Linked DNA regions of Zea mays: all the other regions are linked to region 3. The links are chromatin contacts, called in public Hi-C maps. All regions are on one chromosome and are shown on one strand. Each heading gives the region's core, a stretch centred on a gene start, on an enhancer-like site or on the middle of the called end of the contact. The rest is flanking DNA. Distances are from core to core; before and after follow the strand shown.

Region 1 (2,908 bases), core at 260-2,759, 190 kb after region 3:
TCTAGTATTGGAACTAGTGTTTGTGTAATTTGGGTTCGAGTAGATTGGTGCAGATTTGAGTAGTTCGGGTTTAAATAACAGGTATTGGTTTTTTTTGTCCACCCCTACCGGCCGGCGCCATTGGCCACGTATACGGTATACCCCTTGGTGAATGGTGATGGTATATTAGTATAGGCATAGCCACGGCCCACAGCCTACATTGCTGGGTTACAGCTGCATCAATTAACTAGCAAGTAATCCTCACTTGTCCCAAAATATGGGCGCGCTAGGAGTTTGCATCAAACGAATGTAAAAGAAAGTGAAGCAGGCCTCGGAACACGGCACAGGGTTGCTACTCTGCAGTATTTTTTTTTTCGCTACCGCACCTGACCTGACAACGGCAATGGATACAGAAAATTCTCGTGGCTCCTCTGACTGAATGCCAAACACGGTGAGGCAATGGATTGCCCGACCAGCTGAGTTTAGGGATGGCAGCGGGTCGGGTTGTGTTCGGGTATAATAATACCCGACCCGATATCATACCCGACCGTTATACAAATATCCATACCCACCAAGCTAATCGGGTAAAAAAATGGACCTATATCCATGTCCACCGGGTACCCGTCGGGTATCGGATATCCAGTGGATATGCTGCTTGCCGGCTAGGTCGCTGGGGTTGTGGCGTTGGGATGCCAGAGGGCAGGGACGCACGTCTCAGCCTCTTAGGGTTAGTCGGTTAGGAGAATAGGAATCAGGAGTACCAGGCTAGCAGGAGCCAACAGGGACACGACGCTTAGGTTGGGTGCTTCGGTGTTGGTGGCCTTTGGGCTTTTTTGCTTTGGTTCATGGGCAGAAGACACAACTGTGAAATTATGAATTAATGTTTCGGGTATCCAGTGGATATCCATGGGTAAAATATATTATCCGTACCCTACCCGACGTATTTCGGGTACCCGACCCGACAGGATCCACGGGTAAGTTTTTCAACCCGTATCCATATCCATCGGGTACGAAACCCGTGGGTATCCATACCCACGGGTCCAATTGCCATCCCTAGCTGAGTTTCTTGGGACTATGGTAGCAGTTGGAGGAGAGAAAACGCAAAGAAGAGATCGAAGACATTAGAGCAACTCCAAAAGAAAATAACGTGTAAACTAACCTAAAACAGATATTAGTTTAGAATAGCGGTTTTTCTTACTCTAACAGCTCCCTCGTCCTTTCCCCAAAAAATCAGCGTCCCACATCCATAACCTACTCTCCCTCATATTTTGGTGTGTTTCATCTCTCCCCAATCCATTCTTCAACGTATCAGATAATCCACAGCCTCTCGACGACTATACAGATTGCGCCACATGTCACATTTAAAGGAACTGTTGGAGTACCTATCATAATTCACTCTTAAAATTTTTTAGCCTACTCTTAATAATCAGTTTTAGGGTAAAATTTTTAACATTCTTTTGGAGTTGCTCTCAGACGTCTAACACCTACCTACCATGCCTACCAACCATCCAGCACCGTAGTCCTCGTCTGACGATTGTACACTACTCGTCAGATGACAACTCAAACAACGTCAGTCCCACTGCTGCTAAAGCTGAGCCCCCAGACCCCCAGCAGCTAGCAGCCGCCTCCTCGTCAGGCCCTTCCTCCTTCACCCTCGCCAAACCCGCCTCCTCCGGTCCGAACTCCGTCTGCTTCATCTGGTGAGCAGCCATCTCAGCAAAGTGTCCATCAGATACACGTTCGTTCGTTTTTTGCCGCGATCGGTTGGTTGCTTCCGTTTCTTGGATCTGAATGAGTGAACTTACCGGGGAACTGTTCGCTTCCATGGATGGCTGCGTCCGCAGAGCGTCCGGGAGGACAAAACACGCGGCGAGGACCAGGATGGCGATTGTGCGGGAGGAGGCAGTGGACACGTCCATCAGCCCAAGGGTGAGCGCGCTGCGGCCGTCCAAAACCATGGCCATCACCGATCAGGCCATGGCGCTGCGGCAGGCCGGCGTGCCGGTTATCGGTCTAGCCGCGGGGGAGCCAGACTTCGACACGCCGCCCGCGATCGCGGAGGTGAGGGGTGCAATTAGCCCGCGGTATAATTTCCTACAGTGAGAATAACACTGAATGCAGTTGTTAAATAAAACATAATCTTTCTAGTTGAACACTTGATTTAGATATTCAGCAAGAATGTGTCTTGTTATCAAATTGGGTTATTTCAGGTAAACATTCTTGTTGCTTACCTAGTTACCTTATCCAGGCCGGGATGGATGCAATTAGGAATGGTTATACAAGATACACTCCTAATGCTGGGACTTTGGAGCTGAGGAAGGCTATTTGTACTAAACTCCAGGGTGTGTGGATGTATGAAGTTATGAACGGACGTCTGTTTTCGCAGAGCTACCTTTCGATCGATGAAACTGAATGACTTCGTGTTTAATTATGACTGTACAGAGGAGAACGGGGTATCCTACCTCCCAGATGAGGTGCTGGTGAGCAATGGAGCTAAGCAATGCATCACACAAGCTGTGCTTGCAGTTTGCTCACCTGGTGATGAGGTGACCACTTTTTCCTGCTACACCGTAGTGCATCAAACTTCTACTGCTGATGCTATATTAGAATCTATATATGTGAGCACAAGTACCATTTTTCCTAGGTCATGCTTTGGGAAGTTGTCGAGGATTATGTTTTTTGGTCTAATTTTAGAATGACAGATGTCTAAACCGAACCTTGTCTTGGGATTTGAAAATGCAGCCTCTGGGAATTAGACTATGTGATTGTGCAGGTATGTGACTTGTGGATGATCGTCGGTCGACATTAGGGTTTTGTTGATATGGCTATATAATTGTAGGACAATTTTTTTTTGTTTCACATCACCAGAGCAATTTATGCACTAGCAGATTACCACATTATGCAGAATAATTAATGGTCAGGATGACAG
Region 2 (2,700 bases), core at 48-2,547, 150 kb before region 3:
ATGGCAGGAGGTGATGGGTGCCGGCCATGTGCTCATGCATCGTTTGATGTTTGGTTCTGAGCATAGATCTTTCAACAAATATTTTTTTATTGAAAGTACCTTTTTTGTTTGCGGGACATGCAGCTAGTGTGACAATTCACACGAGTGATACAACGGAGTAGCAACTGTAGAGATTAGAGGTCATAGATCAACACATAAACAGATCTAGTAACATGCAGTTTCCCTTAGAAAACATACTCTTTTTTAGGGTAGTGAACTAATTTGTTAACCAGATTTATGTGTTTTATCTTTTTTCTTCTTCAAAATCCACTCATATGACTCAGCTACTATGATGTGATGAGCATACAAGTATACTGATGAGGTGGAGTTAGAAATGTCATTGCATACGAGGGACTGATTTTTTATTTGTTAGCTCTTTTAAAAAAATCATTGACATTTGGATCTCTTACATTTTAGTTTTAATGTACTTTTAGTTCTATACTTAGGGCCTCTTTAATAGGGCTCTTTCTCTGTCTCCTCCAGCTCTGGCTCTAGATTTGTCTCTTCTAGAAAAACAGTTCTCTCCTGATTTTCTAGAAGGGCTCTAGAAGAAGCTCCCTGCTTAGCCCCCTTTAGCTGGACGCCTTCTCCTTTGGCTCTTCGTAAAGCCATACCAAATAGTCTTAAAAAAACAGCTCCTCATCGAAAGCCATCAAAAAGCCAGAGCCGTTTTGCTATTGGGAGCCAAAGCACCAGAAAACAGGCTTCTACCGGTTCCTTCTATCCCATACACTATAATGTTTCACGAAATTACATTCTCTATCACCGTCTTTCGTGAGAAACTGTTCAAATGAATTGTAAAACGTCTCTGGCTCCTTTAGAAAAGCCAAGAAAGCGGAAGAGCTAGGGCCGTTTTGAGAATAGTTAGAGCTGTGCCAAAGAGAACCTTAGTTGGAAACACAGTTCCTCGCGTAATTGTGTAATTTCTTCCACACCTCTTTGGTAGTTTTTTTGAAAGAGCCCTTAGAAGATCTTCTGTAGGAGACATACGGACCTTACGATCATGGATCACAAATACGATGTAACATATCTCAGCATTATTTTATAGAGAAATTTAAATCTATACCATTAAAAAATTATAAACTTTATATATATCATTGCTATCTCATATACATGTAGGATCTATATGAGTCAATCAATGACATATGAAGCTAATAATAATATATATCTAAAGTTGTAATCTTTAATGTTATATATCCAATCATTTCTATATTATACGGTGTCAAGAGGTATGCTTCCGCAGTTCCGCTTCAAAATTCCGGTGAAAAAGGAAGACGACAGCTCCAGACCCCTAGGCCCCTAGCCATGGCCGGAGAGGCGGGAAAAGACCCCCAAGCGTGGCTAGCCGCCAACGAGACGGCGTCGGCCTTCCTCTCCCGTTCACTCTCCTCGCGGCCCCCCATCACCCTCCCGCCACCACTGCACCGCGCGCCTCTCCGCCCGGGCAACGTCGTCGAGATCGCCGGCCCGTCCAACTCTGGCAAGTCCCACCTCCTCCTCATGGTAAGCAAATCCACACCTCCTATACTCCTTCGGTCCAAAATATGATGCAAATGGCGCCAACCTGGTGGCGAGCTCGCAATATTACTGGAAGTGTCACCACTCACCAGTAATGGTCGCCGAGAGTATCGTCATAAAATCAGAAATCATTTAAGCTATAATTGTGTACGAATACAACGTTGGTTAAGTTCTATACTTATAACTGGAGATCTGCAGGACTTTTAGGAATGTCGGCAATTTTGATAGGCTACAATAGTTTCTGACTCTGGTGATGCATACTTGTATATCTTCAACGAACACAGCTGTTCCATCCTCTTGGCGCTTGCTCACTTGCAATGCTTCATACTGGAAATGAGGAAACCACTTTGGTTTTTGCATTTTGATACTGAGTTCCTTTAGAAAAAGAATATATAAGCATGAGGCTCTTATGTGGAAAAGCAAAACACTGGGACCAATTTATCGTTAAAATGGCATCCTTGTTCTAGTAGAATGGAACGACTAACATAGAGTAAGTTTCGTATCTCAGGCTGCAGTGCAGTGCATATTACCAAAGGAGTGGGAGGGAATCTACTTTGGGGGGCTGGGGAGGGCGGTCATGTACTTGGACTTGGACTGCCGATTTGATGTGCTACGGCTGGCTCAAATTCTGAGGAATCGTATTGCAGAGGGCTGCCGTAAGTTCCACTCACATACTCAAATTTGTATCCTTAACTTGCAGTGTTGTATATTGAAGAGCCTGGGTTCAACCTAAACCTTTTTTATATATTCTAGAATTTTATCAATCTGCACTGCATATCTTCATAGAGCCCCTTTCACATTTGACAGGTTTAGCACACCTTAGAAATGGAGACCCTGAAAATGATGTCACTAAAGATGAGTTTCAGTGTTCTCTTCAAAATACACTGTTTTCTGATTGTATGCAGCGCTTCTTGTATGCTCGATGTTGCAAAAGTCCTGAATTCATAGATGCTTTGAAGGTAAGTTCTCTGTGTTTGCGGCCATATCTCAGGAAATCACTACCTGGTTGGCATGCTCATATATTCCTCACTTGCTTGAGATGGTGTATAAAAAAACAGAAATTTATAGCAACTGGTCTACCTTAAATTGCTTACTGCTAACCTATAGAACCATTGGAATTTGAAAAGAACTGGCTGGATTATT
Region 3 (2,822 bases), core at 266-2,765:
ATAAGTCCTTTCGGCACTCCTACGAAAATATATGTACAAGCATATCACATATGACCATTACAGATGTCTACAAATTAGCAATGACCATCACATATGTCTGCTGGTTCCGACGGAGGATCTATCACAATACACCTGTAGATAGAGTAGCATTGTAGCAGATGGTCGCACTCTGGATCTCGGCAGGACAGTTGTAGAGAAAAATTAGGCGCCCCAGCTGATCTGCGAAGGGAATCGGCTGCCCCCGCCGTACGTCCGTCCCGTCGGCACGGCGGGATCCTGTGCCGTGGGGCGCAGGACGCGTCCCGTCGACCACGCGGAGCCTTCTGGCGCGCGGGACGCGTCGGAGCGGCGGGCGGGAATCTGCTGCCCCGTACGCAGTCCCGTCCGTCCCGTCGGCAGTGCCAGGCGGCGGGATCCTGTGCCTCGGGGCGCGGGGGGTGGGGGCTAGGCGGCGTGTTTCTGTTGGGCGGCGGGCTTCTCCGATCCGATAGGCGCAAAAAAACGATTCGGTGGATTATAATGACAATGTTGGGTAATTTCTAGGAAACTTGAAAGAATAGTGGGAAAGTGGGGAAAAAATAATCTGAAATAAGTACCTCCTCACTTGCTTATGGATTATCATAATCCAAGGGGTTAGATTATATAATCTGGACAAATAAGCTGGACTGTTTATTTGCCTTTTAAGATTATTTAATCCAGATTATATAATCTGGGGGTAAACAAACAGACCCTTAGATAGACAAACTTAAGAGAAGAACCATTGAATTAGGCATAAGATGGGCAGTACGGTGGACGGAAAACTGAAGTAGGGTAGTATCATACCGAGTGATAGAAAAAAATGTAGAACACGATTATTCACAATATATTATACTATTTTCATTTTTATTTATTTGTCATCAAGTAGTTTAAATTTGTGCTAACTAACGATATATATTAACGAACAGATAGAGTATAATATGTTTTGGTAGTATAGATTAGTTTGACGTAATATTGATACTATTCATTTTCCTCCCCCGTTCGCATATATTTGGAGAAAAGTTAGATACAATCATGTACAATAAAAAGACGCAAATCTTTATTCTTTTTATTTCGTGTGTGTATATATATATATATGATTAACAAATAATTTGCACTTGCACCTATACATTCTGTTATTTTATTGCATAATAGTACATATACATAGCGTATCTTTTTAGAATACCATACTGACTCTAACAAATAGAATTGCAATTATGTTTTACGACTTCTGAGTTCTGACACAGTGGAACTTCACGTGGACGGCTGCTCAACCGGACAACCGCTCGTCTTGGCCGCACACACCTACGAACGTGGACGCTGGCCTCTGTAGAGTGGGCCCGAACATCGGATCTCCTGGTAGCTCACGTCGTCCCGCTTCGCGAGTCCCCGACCCCGAGCGGCCGAGCCCGACGACGTCAACGTTGTGGCCCCGACATGCATGCCCCACCCGCGCCACCGTCACTTCAAAAGACAAGGGCGTAATAATCGTCCAGGCCAGGGGACCAGGAAAGCGCTCTTTGCATCTCCGCCGGTCCGTCCACGGTGTGAATCGCGTGGTCCGCCGAACCTCAGAATAGCCGCTCGAACCGCTTCATAACTCCCACCGCACCGGTCGCCCCGGCGCGCCGGCGAGGTGACCTACTGACCTCGACGAGCGCGCGACGTTGACCGGGGCGTGCATCCGGCCGCATCTTGTCCTCGTTCCTTACGCAGAGGAGCGCCGCTCCAAAATCGCAGAACGCCAAGGCGGGCGTAGCGAAGGATGTCGGAGGCCGTCGCCGCAGGCGAGTCGCCCGTCGAGCTGCTGCTCCGCGCGGCGGCGATGGTGCCCGCAGAGCGCTACGCGCTGGCCGCCATCATCGTCGTGTCCGTCTTTCTGTACCGCTTCCTCGAGCTCCATGTTATCGGCGACATCCTCCGCGGCTTCCGGGGCGGCCGCGTCGAGCTCACCTTCCACCCCGCCTCGGAGATCTACCACCGCGTCGCGTCCAAGTGCCGCTTGCTCCACGGCAGGTATGGCTATGGGCCCTCTAGGCCGGATCGTCGTAGTGTAGCGGTAGTACCAGCATTGGGCGTGTTTGGTCAACTGTGATGGAATTTGCAATGTTGTGTTTTGACTTCTGAAACACGCGATGGATTATTTCCACTGTGTGATGAATAGTTTAAGCTGGGGGTGATATGGATTTGTGGTATTAATTATGCAGGTATCTGGCGACACCATGGCTGGCGAGCCCGCATTTGCAGACATTGTTCCTGGGCATTTACGGGACGCCGCCTTCATTCACATACAAGAGGTTATATTCGTTACCCAGGAGAGAGATACATTGTGCAGTTTTCCCTTATTCACTGTAGCCATTTAGATGAACAATGGACACTATCAAGAGTTTGTTCTTTCAAATATGGTAGCGTCCCATGGCCATATTGCAATATAATTATAATTTGTTTATGACATCGACACGATCTTCAGTATGACACTTTGCCCAGCATTTTTTTGGAAATATGTGACTACTACAAATGAATTATTATATAGTATGGGAGTACCTTTTACCTTAAATCTAATAACATTGGCCTTTTTCTTATATATTTATGGTCAAGTTAAAAAGTTTGACAAAACAAGAATCATAAAAAACACATCTGAAACTGGAGTAAGATCTAATGTCAATAAGTCCATGATGCTTCTATTTTGCTGTGGAGTGGTATATGCATGTCACAATAAGCTTATATGAGCGGCTTGAGCGCTGCAAGGATTTCTGGGCATTCTTGCCTTCACCTTTTCAGCTCCATGGATGAATTCATCAACGTGT
Region 4 (2,787 bases), core at 287-2,786, 220 kb before region 3:
TTGGCCTCGCTGCATGATCTGATCTTTTCCTGGCATAATTTAAAGACTTCTAAATTGTTAGTGGCGTGAACCGTGATGCAAAGCAGTTAGCACATAATTTCGCAGATCACAGAGATATAACCTGGAGGCCCATAACTTTTATCCATTGCCAAACAGCGAGGGTAGAGCTTGCGATAGTTATGACCAGCAGCTGCCATAACTCAACGGAAATGGACCAAAATAGCACGCAGTCATCAGTGTGTAAAAAAAAAAGCACATCAGTCGTGAAAGTTACGACCAGCTTTTATGGCAGGCAAACGATACAGCTAGCATGACTCACGAGTGAGAGATACGGAGAGAGATCAAATCGCGGAGCGCGTGGGGGCGGGAGCGTAGGAGGAGGCGTCCTCCGCTCCTCAAGCAGCGCCGGGCGCTTCACCACGGAGGCCAGGCTCTTCTCCTCCTCCCGCTGCGACACCGCCACCCTCGGCGGCACCGGCACGGTGGGGTTAGCGCTTCGGCGTTCGGTAGTCGTCGCGGTCTGCTGCTGCCGCGGCGGGCGGGGGCGCGAGGCGTGCGGACCTAGGAACGACGGGTAGCACCAGTCCCGGTCAAGCACGCCGCCGTTGGGTGCCGCGTAGGAGGGGTCGTCCACGGCGACGGTGAGCCGCCGCGGCGCCGAGGACGCCCCCGCCGCTGACGCCGTATACGGCGGGAGGGGCGCCGTGGAGGAGCGGCGAACGAGGATGCTGTCCCTTAGACCGCCTCCGCCGCTTCCGCCTCCTCCTCCTGCTACCCTATCAGCGGCCAATATGGAGGCTGCAACAGAACCAGAGATGGTGCGCGACTTGGTGAGCTGCGGCCGCGGCGGGCGCGGGTCAGGGTTCGCCCCGTCCCCGGACCTTGGATCAGGGCTCGGACTCTGCGCCTCGCTGCCACCATCGCTCTCCGCCATTAGCACTAGCAGCGAGCTCGAGCTCCCCTCCCCTCGTGGTAATAATAAACCACACCCAAATGGCCCTTTAACCCTGCGATGATTACATACCCGCCCCCACTAACCCCACTTCACCAGCGACTCTGACCCGCGGGCCACCTCTTAGCGTCCCTACCTGTAAGACACACCCACCGCGCGATGCGGAGCCGTTTGGCCTTTAGCTAATGGAGGCACACGTAACTGTAAACCGCTACAGCAAGTCGAGATCAAGCAGGGAACGGCCGAAGCCGAACAGGAGGAGGCACAACCAGGCGGCACGGCAGCGCGGCGATCGCACGGGAGTCACGTGCGCGGCCGCAAAGGCGGCCGATCGCGTGATCGCCCGTGCCGCTCTGCGCCTCTGCCCCATCGAACACCCACTTGGTCCTACACTCCTACCGGCCTATCTCCACAGTCCGTCAGTCCCTGCGGGATCCACGGCCACAGCACAAGATCTTCGCGCCGCTGTTGTTCAGCCGGCGAGCATCCAGATACCACCGGAGTACCGCACCACGGTGGGGGCGGGAGGGAAGCCGATGTGACCGTTGTTTAGACGGATTGTGGTTACAAATAATCATGCCGACATATTACATTACAAACAGCATGCACGTTATTAAAGGTGTCAATGGAGAGCCGATATCCATTAACTCATTAGGAATTCTTTTATAAGGGTAAGTTTAGAAACCCCATTTTTTAAGATTTTTATTTTTTAAAAGAGATATTAGTTTATTTCTCTTGTAAAAATGGGAATTTCTTGGAAAAAAGAGTTGGGTATGTGGGTATGGGTACGGGAAATCAGAATTCAAACCCGATTAGTCATGGGTAATATTTACCTAGTAAAATAAGTGTGCATCCCAATAGTAAATAAACTCAACAACTAACTCTATTTCTACCAATCTTTTAGGTAGTGTTTGGTTAAGCATCGTCGACCCGTTGTTTTTGTTGTTTTGCATAGTTAGACAATGTTTTCTTGTTACATGTTAGATTTATGTGATGTATTGTTGTTGGGTGTCGTGTGGCTATTAATGTCATATAAAATACTAGGTGAGTACCCGTGCGTTGCAACGGGGACATATAATAACATGATAATTGTCAGTGTTTTGGGTCCGACCGCACACCCGGGGTTGCCCCTCAAGGTGTTTTTAGGAGTAGGACGGTGTTGCCGACTGTAGCTAAATGGTTCGTGCTGGACGCACGAGGAAAAATGGATAGTGGTTTACAGGTTCGGGCCGCTTTGACATGCGTAACACCCTACGTTCTGGCGAGAGTGTTTTACTTGGTGGGTTACAAGAGAGTTCTCTGACCCTGAGAGCGCAGAGAATTGGGTGGGTGGCTAGTAGTGAGTTCGATCGTTCTGAAGGGGTGCCCCCTAGGCCTTATATATTCGACCGTGGGGCAATACATGCAGATATGATAACAATGTGCACCTAAGAAATAGTGGACTGATTGAGTCTATCTTCCTATAGTTCCGCCGACTCATCCTCGCTTGGTTTCGCTGTACGGGGTTCCAGCGCGGGAAGGTCGGGTCTCTGTTGTGATTACTCGCTCGAAGTCGTTGGGCCGTCTGGATTCGCGTCGGTTCGGCCTTGTGTCAATCCGCTTCACTGGTCATTCCTCCCCAGGCCCACGAAGGGATGACCTTACGATTTATTGGGCCCTTGGGCCTTTCGTGAGGTCTTTATCCTTCCAGTGGACCCAGGGGATATCTGTCCCCCACAAGCCCTCGATCTTTGGGTTGATTTTGAAATAATCGGCCCAAAGATCCTAGGTCCAGCTTGCGATCTTTGTTTGTGACAGGAAATGTTTCTCTGGGTAATCCGATAGAAACGATTCCT

The links. A called contact is a pair of places that touch in the nucleus more often than the background predicts.
Region 1: a contact with region 3 is called in a Hi-C map of endosperm, with 1.8 times the contacts expected there. The contact joins the promoter of LOC100276531 here to the promoter of LOC100285416 in region 3. A contact is called at or near these places in 9 of 25 Hi-C or Micro-C datasets (ear, endosperm, leaf and 3 more).
Region 2: a contact with region 3 is called in a Hi-C map of leaf, with 2.6 times the contacts expected there. The contact joins the promoter of LOC100383265 here to the promoter of LOC100285416 in region 3. A contact is called at or near these places in 13 of 25 Hi-C or Micro-C datasets (bundle sheath, ear, endosperm and 3 more).
Region 4: a Hi-C map of endosperm shows a contact between it and region 3, with 2.1 times the contacts expected there. The contact joins the promoter of LOC732770 here to the promoter of LOC100285416 in region 3. A contact is called at or near these places in 6 of 25 Hi-C or Micro-C datasets (bundle sheath, ear, endosperm and 3 more).

What each region holds. Positions count from the first base shown.
Region 1 is chr3:179,082,063-179,084,970 of Zm-B73-REFERENCE-NAM-5.0, reverse strand. LOC100276531 (glutamate-oxaloacetate transaminase4) reads left to right here and starts at 1,509. Exons shown (of 10, transcript NM_001150297.1): 1 at 1,509-1,679; 2 at 1,824-2,040; 3 at 2,228-2,321; 4 at 2,422-2,525. The coding sequence starts at 1,861.
Region 2 is chr3:179,426,440-179,429,139 of Zm-B73-REFERENCE-NAM-5.0, reverse strand. LOC100383265 reads left to right here and starts at 1,297. Exons shown (of 10, transcript NM_001175925.1): 1 at 1,297-1,542; 2 at 2,066-2,213; 3 at 2,365-2,516. The coding sequence starts at 1,345.
Region 3 is chr3:179,271,953-179,274,774 of Zm-B73-REFERENCE-NAM-5.0, reverse strand. LOC100285416 (embryogenesis-associated protein EMB8) reads left to right here and starts at 1,515. Exons shown (of 14, transcript NM_001158309.1): 1 at 1,515-2,031; 2 at 2,223-2,312. The coding sequence starts at 1,781.
Region 4 is chr3:179,490,055-179,492,841 of Zm-B73-REFERENCE-NAM-5.0, reverse strand. LOC732770 (probable ion channel POLLUX) reads right to left here and starts at 1,536. Exons shown (of 12, transcript XM_008676553.4): 1 at 320-1,536; 2 at 122-190; 3 at 1-29. The coding sequence starts at 934.